Linked DNA regions of Mus musculus: all the other regions are linked to region 4. The links are chromatin contacts, called in public Hi-C and HiChIP or PLAC-seq maps. All regions are on one chromosome and are shown on one strand. Each heading gives the region's core, a stretch centred on a gene start, on an enhancer-like site or on the middle of the called end of the contact. The rest is flanking DNA. Distances are from core to core; before and after follow the strand shown. Region 1 overlaps Cyp4f18 (cytochrome P450, family 4, subfamily f, polypeptide 18). Region 2 holds the start of Zfp709 (zinc finger protein 709). Region 3 holds the start of Zfp961 (zinc finger protein 961). Region 4 has its middle 9.1 kb from the start of Gm35572.

Region 1 (2,965 bases), core at 406-2,905, 240 kb after region 4:
TGGTCTGCAGCTGCTGCTGGGTCATATTTGGTGTTTGCTACTGGACTGAACTGCTGCCCAAGAAGATTAAGCTTGCCCCCAAAGAACTATTGCTGAACAGGTCCACTTCCCCATATTCTAGTAACTTTTCTCTTTCACTCCCTATGCTGGGTGGTGGGCTAAAGGAGAGGTTAAACCCTTATTAAAAATAGGTTGCAAATATTTATGCCTGCGTTCCTTCTTTGCCTGCCTGCACTTACTTGCCAGCACATCTGTTGGAGTGTACTTCATGACTCCAGCTTATAGAGAAGACCAGCTGAAACACCTAGCCTTGTGGGACTGAGCAACAACTAGACTTCCCATTCACAGCTGCCCATTGTTAGGTTAGTTGGACTGTTGTGCCAGGGAAGGGTTGAACTCCCAAAACACAGACATAAGCCGATCACAGCAGGGTCTTTATTCTATTCGAGCTAGCTCAGGCCCCTCCAATGCACCATTGTCACTCAGGAAGGTTTTGGTGGTGGAGGAGCCTTGAATATCTATCGGGGCAAGGCTTAATAGTAAGCAGCAAGGGGGTGGAGTGTGCAAGCATCTAATTGGAAAGCTGCTGTAGCCTTTAACACAATTGGCTGGTGTTGGGAACTATATTATAAACCTAATTTCTGCTTCCCTCTGCATTGGTGATCATTGAGCAGGGAGTGGGCTTGTAACCTGGGGTTGTAGGTTTGTTGGGAGAATAACCTGGAGACGCTGGTCTTGTGGGGATCAGCCTAGAGACTGGAGCTAGGCTCGGGTTTTGTTGGTGGCAGCTTGGAAACTAATGCTAGGTACCAGCCTGTCAGTTGACCTGAGTTGAAACTTAGGTCAGGTTCTCTAAAATGGAGTCTAAACTTAAAAGATTTGGCCTCTCAGGACTACAGACTGTAAGTCATTCCAATAAATCCTCTTAATATATAGAGACATCCCATTGTTTTGTGGCTTTAGAGAATCCTGACTAATTCGCATGCCCAGTTGCTGTAATGCTACATCCTCAAAAGGTAAGGGACTGTGGCGATTTGAATGAGGATGACCCCTAAGCTCATGTCCTTGCTCTCACATTTGGTGGAAATGTTTGGGAAGGGTTAGTAGTCTAGCTATGGTGGCCATTCTTGGTTTTCATTTGACTACATCTGTAATTAACTAAAACCCAAGCTGTTTGGCACATCTCTAAGGCAATTTTCTTGATTAGAACATTTGAGGTGGGAAGAGCCACCTCTAATCTGAGCCACGCTTTCTTGTCTTTTTTTTTTTTTTTTTTTTTTTTAATTCAACCCAGAACCCAAACCTAGTAATGGCGCCACCTACAGTAAGGATTAGGACTGATCATTCCACTTCAGTTGATTTATCCAGATTATCGCTCACAGGTGTACCTTGCCTCCTGAATGACAATATTAATTTTCATGTCCCTTAAATCCCTCTACCACTCAAACACCTTTCATGGCTCCCTGTGGCTCACATGAGGCATGTAACCTGGATGTTTGGTGAGGCTCAGACAAGGTGACAAGAAAATTTTATTCCTGGAAAGGCACAGGTGGGTGGATGGATAGGAGAGTCCCACGCCAGCTCAGAGATCACTGCGCGCCTGCGCTGAGCGGCTCCACTTTCAGCCACAGCCCGCCTTCTGCGCGCAGGATCAGCTCCGGCTTCCTGCGGGGCTCCTTGTCATCCGGCAGAACGCGGAAGCGCAGCAGAGTCAGCGCCAGAGCTACTTTCATCTCGCTCATGGCGAAAGTCTGTCCTATGCAGTTCCTGCAGGAGGGCGGGGTGGGAACTCTGACTGTGCCCAAGACCCTACCCAGGACCAACACAGCACTAGAACCTGGCCCGAGTCTGAGGTTTCTGGGACCACGCAAGGACGTAGACATCCTCAGAGCCAAGCCTTGATCAATAGCCGAAAAGGCCAGGGCGGGATTCTGAGCACAGAGGACTCTTCACCTTCCCCTCCCTGGTTCCCAAACCTTTGCACAATTCTGTGCAGGGAGGTAGGGAGGAAACGCTAACCTCCAAAAAACCCCAACTCCCCCGTCCTCACAGTCAGCCCGAGGCCCCTGCCCCTCAGTCCTAGCCTCACCTGGGCCCAGCCGAGAAGGGAATAAAAGCCAGGGGTGACCTGCCCTTGACGTTGTCGGCATCAAAGCGGAAGGGGTCATAGACCTGCAGGGGACATGGAATCATGGCGGGTGAGAACCAATTGCCAGCGTAGCCAAGAGCAGAGTCCTCAGTGTGCATGGAAGGTCAGAGTTGATTTATCTACCTCCTGGGATGCAATGAGGAGTAGTCGTAAACCCTGGATTCCATCCCAGCACCAGCATAAAACTGATGGCTGCAAACCTGTCAGCAGCAGGAGGCAGGAGGATCAAGGGTTCTGGGTCAACTCCTGTGTAAGGACTTCCAGGCTAGCCTGGGATACCTGACACCCTGCTTCATAAAACCCATGACTGGGGCTGGGGAGGTAGCTAAGTTGAAAGAGCAATTACCTAGCAGGCACAAAGCCCTGGATCCCATCCCAGGCACCACATAAACCAGGCGTGGTTCTGCACACCTCTCATCCCAACACTGAGGGGGTGGAAGCAGGAGGATCAGAAGTTTATGGTTATCCTTGGCTACAGGTTAAGTTGAAGCCAGCCTGAGCTACATGAGACCTTAGCCAACAAACAAACAAAAAGACCGTCCTCTTGAGAATCCCAGCCTATAACAAAGAATTAAGAGGGACAGCACCTCCGGGTCTGGCCACACAGCTGGATTGTGATGTGTCCCGAAAATACTTATTCGGCTTATGACACCTGTGGGGGAAATGAAGCAATGAAGAACTGCTGCAACCTGGATCCACTGTCTGCCCAGAACCTTCCCTCCTCCCTGATGTTTCGGGCACCTTTAGGGATGACCCGACCATCTGGGAGCACAATGTCCTGAGTGCAGCATCGGGAGATTGCAGTGACGGGAGGAT
Region 2 (3,067 bases), core at 267-2,766, 130 kb after region 4:
AGGCAAGGTAATACATACCTTTAGTCCCAGAAAACTGAGGCAAGCAGATCTCTGAGTTCAAGGCCAGCCTGGAACAAAGCAAGTTCCAAATCTAGGCATGGTAGTACACACGTTTAATCTGGGCCATACCTCCTGCTGGAGTCCTACAAAAAGAAATTGAAAGAAGGCTCTTTGCCCGCTTACACTTACTTGCCATCTGTTGCAACCTACTTCTTCAGGATCCCAGCCTATACAGAAGACCAGCTGACACAGCCAGCCTCGTGAGACTGAGCAACTAATAGAGCCTTGGACTTCCCATTCCCAGCTGCCCATTGTTGGGTTAGTTAGACTACCAACTGTAAGACATTACAATAAATTCCCTTAAAATATAGAGACAATCCATAAGTTCTGTGAGTCTAGAGAACCCTAATATAGGAAGCCACATTTCTTATATTATACTTAGGAGTATTTTGCCTGCATATATGTCTGTGTACCACATACCTGCCTTCTCTAGCAGAGGTAAGAAGGTAGATGTTAAGAGCTCCTGGAACCGGGCTTGATACATTCTGTGTGAGCTGGGAAATGAATCCAGGCTCTCTGGAAGATCAGCCAGTGCTCTTAATCGCTGAACCATCTCTCCAGGCCCATTACACCTTTCGTAATGCTACTGTTTAATTTATACTAAAAATCGTTTTAAACTTTAGTCTTGCTTCATACTGATTCAGCCTAAAAATTTTCTGCAGCAACGTGTGTGTGTGTGTGTGTGTGTGTGTGTGTGTGTGTGTGTGTGTGTCCTGGCTTTGCCTGAATGGAGGTCTCGAGCAGGTGGTAGACACTTTCTGCTTCTCCGGAAAATACATTTGTTCTCTGAGGTAAAGGGCTGTCTCTGTGAGACACTCTGTGAGACATTTCTCCAGAAATCGGCAACCAGAAAGATCTATAGAGGACAGGTAGAAACGGATTCTCTCTCAGGAAAGCCAGGAGATTTCTGCTTTAATGGAATTTATCTACCAATCTGGGCTGGTCTTCAACAAGAAAAGAAACCTAGCTAGAAAGGGTTATGGTTGGAATATGTCGTTTTGGTTCTCCTCAGTCCGGTAGGGACTCGCTTATTCTGTTCCTCACTAGCTGAACACTCATCAAAAGGCAGAAAGCGGTATGAACTGTCCAATGAAGACAGTCGGAGAGCAGAGCGGAAGTTCCTCTTCCACCATCCTTTTTCCGTGAGCCAGGATTGTCGCAGGATTGCATTGTCGTGGCAGCTGAGGTAGTAGGGGTCGCCAACCCCGGGAGCCTTGGTGAAGGCCTTGGGTGGACCGAGAGCTGTCAGAACCTGGGGACCGGCGGGCGTAGCGGAAGTCCCTCCCCTGCCCTCTCATTTTCGGGTGCTGTCACACCCGCAGAGCTGTACGAGCTCAAGAGAACCTCCCTAGCCATGTGACACTTTAGCAGGAACAGTTTTGAGAGCCGCAAGGATGCGCGGGACAGCGCGTGCGTCTGCTGACCCTTCAGAAGCTCCTGCGGACAAGGCGGAAGTGCCTCTGCCGCCCGCTCCCTTCCGGCGCGGTGCTGTCCGGTCAGCTGAGAACCCGAGGTGACTGATCGATCCTCCGTGGCCCGGAGACGGGCGAGCCCAGGAACCGCCGCGGGGCCGCTGGAGGCCCTGGGAGCAGACATGGTGAGCCCTGGGTGAGCGAGGCGGATAGGCAGGCCTGCTGGGAAGCCCTCGACCCCCTGCTCCTAGGGTGGCGGGACCCCGGCGTCTTCTTCACCTTCGCCTCTGCAGGTCTGCACCTGGGACTCCTGAGTGCGCGGTGCAGAGAGCCGAGGGGCTCCAGGCTCTGGGCCAGGGATCCACTACTACTCACGTTCCTGAGAACCTCTGATGGTCTTTAGAAACAACATCAAAAATCCATGAATTTGCTTTCCCCACCCCATCCCAGTACTTCTTAGGCCTAAACGTCCCTAAATGTTTAGATATTTACCGTTTGACAAACTCATTAAAACTACACAAGTAGTTGGGGCGAGAGAAATAACAAATGTTTTGTCCTAGAAATGATGTGGGCATTGATCTAAAGTGGAATGAAGGGCAAATTCTATTTCAAAGGAGAATTGCAATAGAGGGGAAGCCCCAAATATAAGATGTGCTAGCATCTCCGGGGTACTGGAAAAAAAGGAGAGAAACTTAAGGAAACATTGCTTGGTAAGGATTTTGTTTTTACTGATGAGGTTATTGTTTTGAAGCAAAAGTGGGCCTTTAGTTAGTTGAGTTAGTTAGAGATGGCCTGTAGTCGGTGCTATGTATCAAAGGGGAAATGGAAAGAAGGAAAATAAGGTATGTGGAGATCCCCAAGTGAAATGTCTTGTCCACTAAGAGTTCCTCTACTCAGTTTCTGTAGTAATATATTTTATGAGCTGTGCCTATGTACTAAGATGGTCTCTAAGCTTATGGACAGTTTGGCCTGTCTTTGGGTTCCTTTGTGAACTGTGAGGGAATCAGGCTTCCTGGTTTTCTAATGTATGCGCTTAAAGCTATAGACTCCTTTCATATAGGACTCTGTTTTTATGTGTTCCTGAAGGTTTTGTTGTTTTTTTCATTTTGATATTGTTCCAGGAATTTTGGTTTCTTTCTTTATTTCCTCTTTAGCCCATTCATCATTCAGTACTAAGTTGTTTAATTTCTGTGAGTTTGCATGCTTACTAGAGACTTGTTTGCAGTTATTTTTAAGTTCCATTGCACAGTGGACAGGTAAGACCCATAAGTTATTTCAGCCTTTCAGAATTTGTTAAGCTTTGTTTTATGTCCCAAGATATGATCTGTTTTTGAGAAGCCTCCATGAACTGCTCAGTAGAATGTATATTCTTTCATATTTTGGTGGAATATTGATGTTTCTCTAGTTCTTATCCAGATAACCTGTCTATTGGACACAGGTATTAAAATGACCTAATACTGGATTAGTGTTAATCTGTGTCTTTAATTCCACTAGTATGCTTTTTTAAGATACACATACACACACATATGAGTGTATAGTCTGCATATAAGTATACATACCATGCATGTCTGATGCCTGTGAAGGTCAGAAAAGAG
Region 3 (2,828 bases), core at 185-2,684, 200 kb after region 4:
GAGAGGGTATGAATGACACCATTCCCATAGATGAGCGAGAGATCACAGTTACATCTGTCAAGGGCACCCCCAAGACTCAGAGAGGACCAAGAGAAGACCAACCGATAAGTAGGTCATTATCACACTTGATCGCCTGAGGAGACTCAGTACCTGAAACTAAAGCCAGGGGTGAAGCTCAGGAAGGAGGTCTCATCTGCAGGACAGGGTTGGGGGAAAGGGCCAAGCATAGCTTTAAAGACTGTGCCTGGTGGTATCTCTGCAGTCTCTACTCCTCAGGGAGACTGCTGCCCTTCAGATGTTCTTAGAACAAGCCCCAGACCTTAGGAGCATGGAGACCACTGACTCCATGATGGAGTTGACATTTGGTCTGTAAAACTCAGCACATAGACAGCACCACCTGCCAATCAAAGCCTATAGTTCTGGGAAAGTCTCTAAATGTACAAACCTTGGTTTTTTGGCTTCTATAGTTTTGCTTCTGGCTCACTGATCTTGCTAACTGAAGCATGTTGACCTGGAATATGGTTTTTGTGTTTAAGAGCTCACCCTGAGAAAGGCCCTCAGTACTACAATAGGATCCTTAACATCCAGTGTAGTTGCCAACCAGTTAATAAAGACATTCTATTGGCTTAAACCATGTCCAAGCAATCTTCTCTGGCTAATATCCCACAACATTCTGATTAAAGAGCAATTCTGCTTCTGTAGTTGCCTATCTACTTTCTAATTATTTCCAAGTCACCTCTACCAGTCCCAATTGAACAGGGAACCTTATCAGTAATGCTACACAAAAGGAACACAGGATATCTGAAATACATCACAGACCAAGCACATAGTGGCCTTAGAAATGATATCCACAGCCCTGGGTTGTGGGGGTGGGGTGGGGTTACAGAAGGGGTTGGGGGTGAGGGACTTACTCGCTTCTCTGGACACAACCCGGACCTTGTCAAGTCTGACCCTGGCCTTGTCCTTTCATCTGGCCTTAGATTAAGAAAGCTTTACATTGGCTAGCCCCACAACAACTTTTATAGTAGCCGGCCTTGAACTCCAAATCCTCTTCCCTCCATCTCCCCAGTGCTGGGATGGCAGGTTGTGTGTGTCATCACACCCAATTTTCCGCGAATAAATCTGGCTTTTCTTGTGTCCTTTTTGGAAACAAGGTCTCCTGCAGCCCAGGTTAACCTCTCACTAAACAGTCTAGGATTAGCCCGCAACTCTAACTCACTCGTTCACCTTCAGCCAGGCGCACAAGCCCAGTCAGACCTGAGCCTGCTGTGGGGTGCCTCTGCGAACCCCAGACCTGAACATCAGTTTCCGGACTATGTTGAAGGCGATAGGTCGCTGGTCCTGTCTATCAGGGACTCTAAAGCCAATCGGAATCGCTCATAGCAGAGCCGTCCAATCAGCAGCGGGAAGCCTCTCGGAGGCCGGGCGCCGCCATTTTCGGCGCTGTCCTTGGCGGCTTAGCAATGCGCAAGGTACGCGGCAGTGACACCCGCCACAGCGCAGCTCAGGCAAGACGAGAGTGCACCATGGTGAGTGCATCTCAGAGACGCGGGTGGGAGCGGAGGGCAGAGGAGTGGCGGGCTCTGCGCAGTCGGAAGCTCGGGACTTGCCGAGAGTTTGCAAACCGACTCTGGTGCCCTTTTCCAGAGCCCGCAGCCGAACCGCAATGTAAAAGGGGATCATGTATGCTTGTGTTCAGGGGTAAAATGGAAAGGACTATGTAGGGTCCCCACGGAGTTAATTTGCTCTTTGGGCTGGTTTTGTGGGGTGTTTTTTTTTTTTGTTTGTTTGTTTTGTTTTTTCGAGACAGGGTTTCTCTGTGTAGCCCTGGCTGTCCTGGAACTCACTTTGTAGACCAGGCTGGCCTCGAACTCAGAAATCCGCCTGCCTCTGCCTCCCAAGTGCTGGGATTAAAGGCGTGCGCCACCACGCCCGGCTTGTGTTCTTTTTGATGTTTTAAATTTACACTTATTTATCGAGGTGCCCATGGGGCAGTAATCTGAGTCTGGTCTCTCCTTCCACCTTGTGGAACCTGGAGAACGCCAGTCTAAGGCTTGGCAGCAAGCGCCTTTTCAGCTGAACCATCCCACTAGCCCCTTCTTTCTTTTTCCTTTACTACTTTTTATAAAATTGCATTTCCTATGTGAATATTCCCAACCCTGTATAGCCACCAGCAGCCGCGGAGAACTGGGTTCCTGAAAAGAAAGCTGGGGCTGGATGCGAAGGACAGACGAGAGAGGAATGAAACAAAGACAGAGTTTCTGAGCAAGGCCCAGTGTTTAATTCTTGAGTCTGGTTTTTAAAGGGAGGAAACCCATCCCCCACTTTGCCAGGATCTCATCAGGAAAACAGGCTCAGCTGGTAGTGGCTTCTTGCAGGAAGCTGCAGCTGCAGCTTCACCTAGGTCAGAAGACCCTACCCCAGTTGGGCTAGCCAGCAGTGGCAAACAAGGTCTGCTTTAGCCTGCTCAAGGCTGGGGGAAGGGCACAAACCTGGTGGGACCATGTGTTTCTAGGATTCGAGAAAAGCAACATATATATGAGCTTTTGTCCCCCAACAACAACAAAAAAAAATCACATCTTCTTGGAAAAATTTACCTTCAGTTACTGTAGGTTTCTCCTTTTCCTGGTACACCACAAACAGAAGAGGTGGGGGTAAGAGGCCCACTGTAACCCCCAACTGACCAGTACTACTTCATAACTTGTGTCTGGACCCTGTAACAGCTGTCTTGCTTGTGGACAGAAACAAGGACCCAGTCCCACAACAGAAGTGACACTTTGAGAGCAATCGAAGAATAAATAATACAGAGCATATTAGCAGAAAAAACA
Region 4 (2,700 bases), core at 179-2,678:
CTCTAACATGGGAAAAGAGAGTTGTCAAAGGAACAGTCTCCTAACACGACACTAGCTGACTTTCTTGCCCTCCTCTGCCCACAGCCTGGCAGGGCTACAAGCATTATGAGCAAGAAACCTTATCAATATCCTTCCGGTTTGGGATGGAGCTTGCTGACCTAGCTCTGTTAGTTTTCCCCGTTAGCCTTATGCCCCAGGGACTAGACAGAACCTATCAACAGACCTTTCTGGACTTTCCCATGGGAGACAGTCCCTGTTAGGTACTGGGTGGGCAGCAGTGTAACCCCTGGCCACCAGTTTCCAGGCAGCCTGTTGGCAAACAAACCAGGGCTCCTGCGCCTGCAGTTGACAGGCACACTGGAGTCACCTCCCAGAACGCAAGCTCTAGGAGGGGTAGTTTTCACTGAACCTGGCTGTGGGCAAGTTTCTGTGGTATTGGGCATGGACCCAAGGGTGCATGTCTGAAGGCTCATGTGTATAAATGTGTGGCAGAGCTTGCATGAGGGCATGTTTGTATGATCTTGTGTGCACAGGGCAAGTGTGTTTGTGTGTGTACTCACGAGCATGTGCATTTGTGGGTCCACAAGTAGTGTGCAGTCAGGTCTCATTTGGCAGATGTTTTTCAATGTACATCATTAGTCTTTGTTGTCATTTTGCAAATATCATGCAGCAGACTAAGTATCTACACCATCACTAGTTGATGTCATCTGCATGACCCCCTGTTGATTCTATAGGCCATCTTTGATTGAAGGCCAACAGGCAGTGAATAACTGGCATGTAGGTGTGTTAAGGCATGTAGGTGTAGACTGATTAAGGCATAGAATTTCAGTTTGAGTCCCTGTGTTTCTCACACAAAATGTTCTTGAACTCTGGTGTCACCACCTGGAACTTTCTATGATTGAGTTTCAGAGTGGCCTGAACTGCCAGGCAAGTATGGCTGTGAACCCCATCCCAACCCCTTACTGTTCCTACAGACTCCCAACCCTGTCCTTGCTGAATGAAGCAGGGTCTGTCTAGTTGTTGTCCAGGCTGGCCTAGAACTAGGGATCCTCTTGTCTCAGCCTCGCAAGTACTGCTATGCATTACCAAGCCTATTTCTTACTTTTTGATCAGTGGGATTTGTTCGACTTTCCATTTTGTTAGTGTGTAAGTGTTAGTGTTCTGTGGAGCTCACAGGACACATTGTGGGAGTAGGTGCTCTGCTTCAAGCAGAGGTGATCCTAAAAATTCACTTCTTTTCAGACTCGGTGGGCACTGTCACCTGCAGTGTTGTCCTCCCTCTGTGGTCCAGGCCATCCTCAATATAAAAGTGTGAACCTGTCACAGGAAGTTTGTGTGGCATTGTAGGTTGTGGTATAAGCCTGCTACTATGACCAAGATCAGAAGCACATGGGTCTCCTGACCCTCTGTATCTTGTCACCCAGAAGCAGCCAGCAGCCAGCAGTCAACAGTCAGCAGCCAGCAGCCAGCAGCCAGCAGTCAGCTAGCTTCCTGTGTGGCTAGCTGGGTTTTAGAGAATGGAATACACACCCTGAGTACTTCCACTTTATTGAAATTGTGTAAAATTCATGATTGAAAGCAGACAGTTCCTCAGTAGTTCAGTGTTGTGCAACCCTCACAGCTGTCCATTCCAGAACTTGTCCATAGCCCTAGAATACCCATCACTCCAACCCCTGGCAGCCTCTGTTCTGCTTCCTGCCTCAGTGGACTGGCTTGTTCTGGACATTGCTTGTCAGTGGGGGTACACACACACACACACACACACACACACACACACACACACTGTCTGTGCTGGGATATTTCTTTGTTTTTGTCATGCAGACCAGGCTGGCCAAAACTCCCTATGTAACCAAGGATGTCCTTGCATTCCTGATCCTCCTGCTTCCACTGCCCCAGTGCTGGGGTGGCAGGTGCAACCACCTTCAGACTACATTTTGGGGGATGGAACCCAGGACTCCACATGCTGGGTAGTCACCCTGCCAGCTGAGCAATAGCCACATCATGTTTCCTAACTTCACCCATGTGCTGTGGACTAGTGCAGCATTCCTACTGTACCTGAGGGCTGTTCCCCCTGTGGTTGGACTATATTTTATTTATCCATTCATCATTAGTGTGTTTCTGCCTTTAAATGCAAGCCACACTGCATACAGTCCCATCCTGGGATTTGAGTTCCTGAGCTTTGGGGTGTAGAAGAGCAGAATTGTCAGGTCTGTGTGTAGTGTTTGGGGGCCAGTGTTTTTCCAGTTTTGTGGTTCCATCTAAGTATCAGAGGGTGGTACCTTTTGGTACCTGTGCTATGTTGAAGTTGTCCATCCTCTAGCTATGGCTGCTGTGGTGGTTTCTAGCTCAGGGATCTTAGAAACACAGTGCTGGGGATGTTCACCTGCCTCCTCTTTGTTTCTCTAGAGAGATTCATGGAGGGTGGGAATGACTGGTATCTGCTGGATTAAAATGATTAACATTTAAACCAGCTTCCAGGGGCCAGTGAGATGGCTCAGCAAGTAGAGGTGCTTACTGCTAAACCCAGTGATCTGAGTTCAATCCCCAAAATCCACATGGTGGAATCCTGCAAATTGTCCTCTGATACGCACTTGTGCATCCTGACACAGGTGCAAACACAAAATATGGAAAGAAACAAATGTCCCAAGGCCTGTGGTGTACAACTGGGACCCTAGCACTCAGGAGGCAGAGGCAGGACCT

What was found. A called contact is a pair of places that touch in the nucleus more often than the background predicts. HiChIP or PLAC-seq counts read pairs in DNA pulled down with a chosen protein or histone mark.
Region 1: a contact with region 4 is called in a Hi-C map of bone marrow-derived macrophages, with 22 read pairs. The contact joins two enhancer-like sites. A contact is called at or near these places in 3 of 15 datasets of contacts at CTCF or cohesin (large pre-B cells, pro-B cells and stem cell-derived epiblast-like cells), 7 of 484 Hi-C or Micro-C datasets (the Ba/F3 cell line, Sertoli cells, bone marrow-derived macrophages and 4 more) and 5 of 115 datasets of contacts at active chromatin or transcription factors (embryonic stem cells and stem cell-derived neural progenitor cells).
Region 2: an H3K4me3 HiChIP or PLAC-seq map of bone marrow-derived macrophages shows a contact between it and region 4, with 6 times the contacts expected there. The contact joins the promoter of Zfp709 here to the enhancer-like site in region 4. A contact is called at or near these places in 2 of 15 datasets of contacts at CTCF or cohesin (large pre-B cells and pro-B cells), 1 of 484 Hi-C or Micro-C datasets (nephron progenitors), 4 of 115 datasets of contacts at active chromatin or transcription factors (bone marrow-derived macrophages, embryonic stem cells, forebrain and 1 more) and 1 of 9 other capture datasets (pancreatic islet).
Region 3: a contact with region 4 is called in an H3K4me3 HiChIP or PLAC-seq map of bone marrow-derived macrophages, with 3 times the contacts expected there. The contact joins the promoter of Zfp961 here to the enhancer-like site in region 4. A contact is called at or near these places in 1 of 15 datasets of contacts at CTCF or cohesin (pro-B cells) and 8 of 115 datasets of contacts at active chromatin or transcription factors (the 230-238 cell line, bone marrow-derived macrophages, embryonic stem cells and 3 more).

The regions. Positions count from the first base shown.
Region 1 is chr8:71,986,971-71,989,935 of GRCm38.p6, forward strand. Cyp4f18 (cytochrome P450, family 4, subfamily f, polypeptide 18) reads right to left here. Exons shown (of 13, transcript NM_024444.2): 10 at 2,891-2,965; 11 at 2,737-2,801; 12 at 2,090-2,172; 13 at 1,512-1,767. The coding sequence ends at 1,590. Among named protein-coding and RNA genes, the nearest start is that of Gm51535, 16 kb to the right of the region's middle. Within about 2 kb of position 1,656, at least 152 of the 459 cell types and tissues checked have an H3K27ac peak or open chromatin away from gene starts, as enhancers often do. A contact at or near this core is called in bone marrow-derived macrophages, where this site is marked.
Region 2 is chr8:71,880,552-71,883,618 of GRCm38.p6, forward strand. It overlaps Zfp709 (zinc finger protein 709), which reads left to right and starts at 1,517. Exons shown (of 4, transcript NM_145624.4): 1 at 1,517-1,657. The coding sequence starts at 1,655.
Region 3 is chr8:71,949,632-71,952,459 of GRCm38.p6, forward strand. Zfp961 (zinc finger protein 961) reads left to right here and starts at 1,435. Exons shown (of 4, transcript NM_001164581.1): 1 at 1,435-1,529. The coding sequence starts at 1,464.
Region 4 is chr8:71,745,768-71,748,467 of GRCm38.p6, forward strand. No RefSeq gene overlaps it. Among named protein-coding and RNA genes, the nearest start is that of Gm35572, 9.1 kb to the right of the region's middle. Within about 2 kb of position 1,429, at least 27 of the 459 cell types and tissues checked have an H3K27ac peak or open chromatin away from gene starts, as enhancers often do. A contact at or near this core is called in bone marrow-derived macrophages, where this site is marked.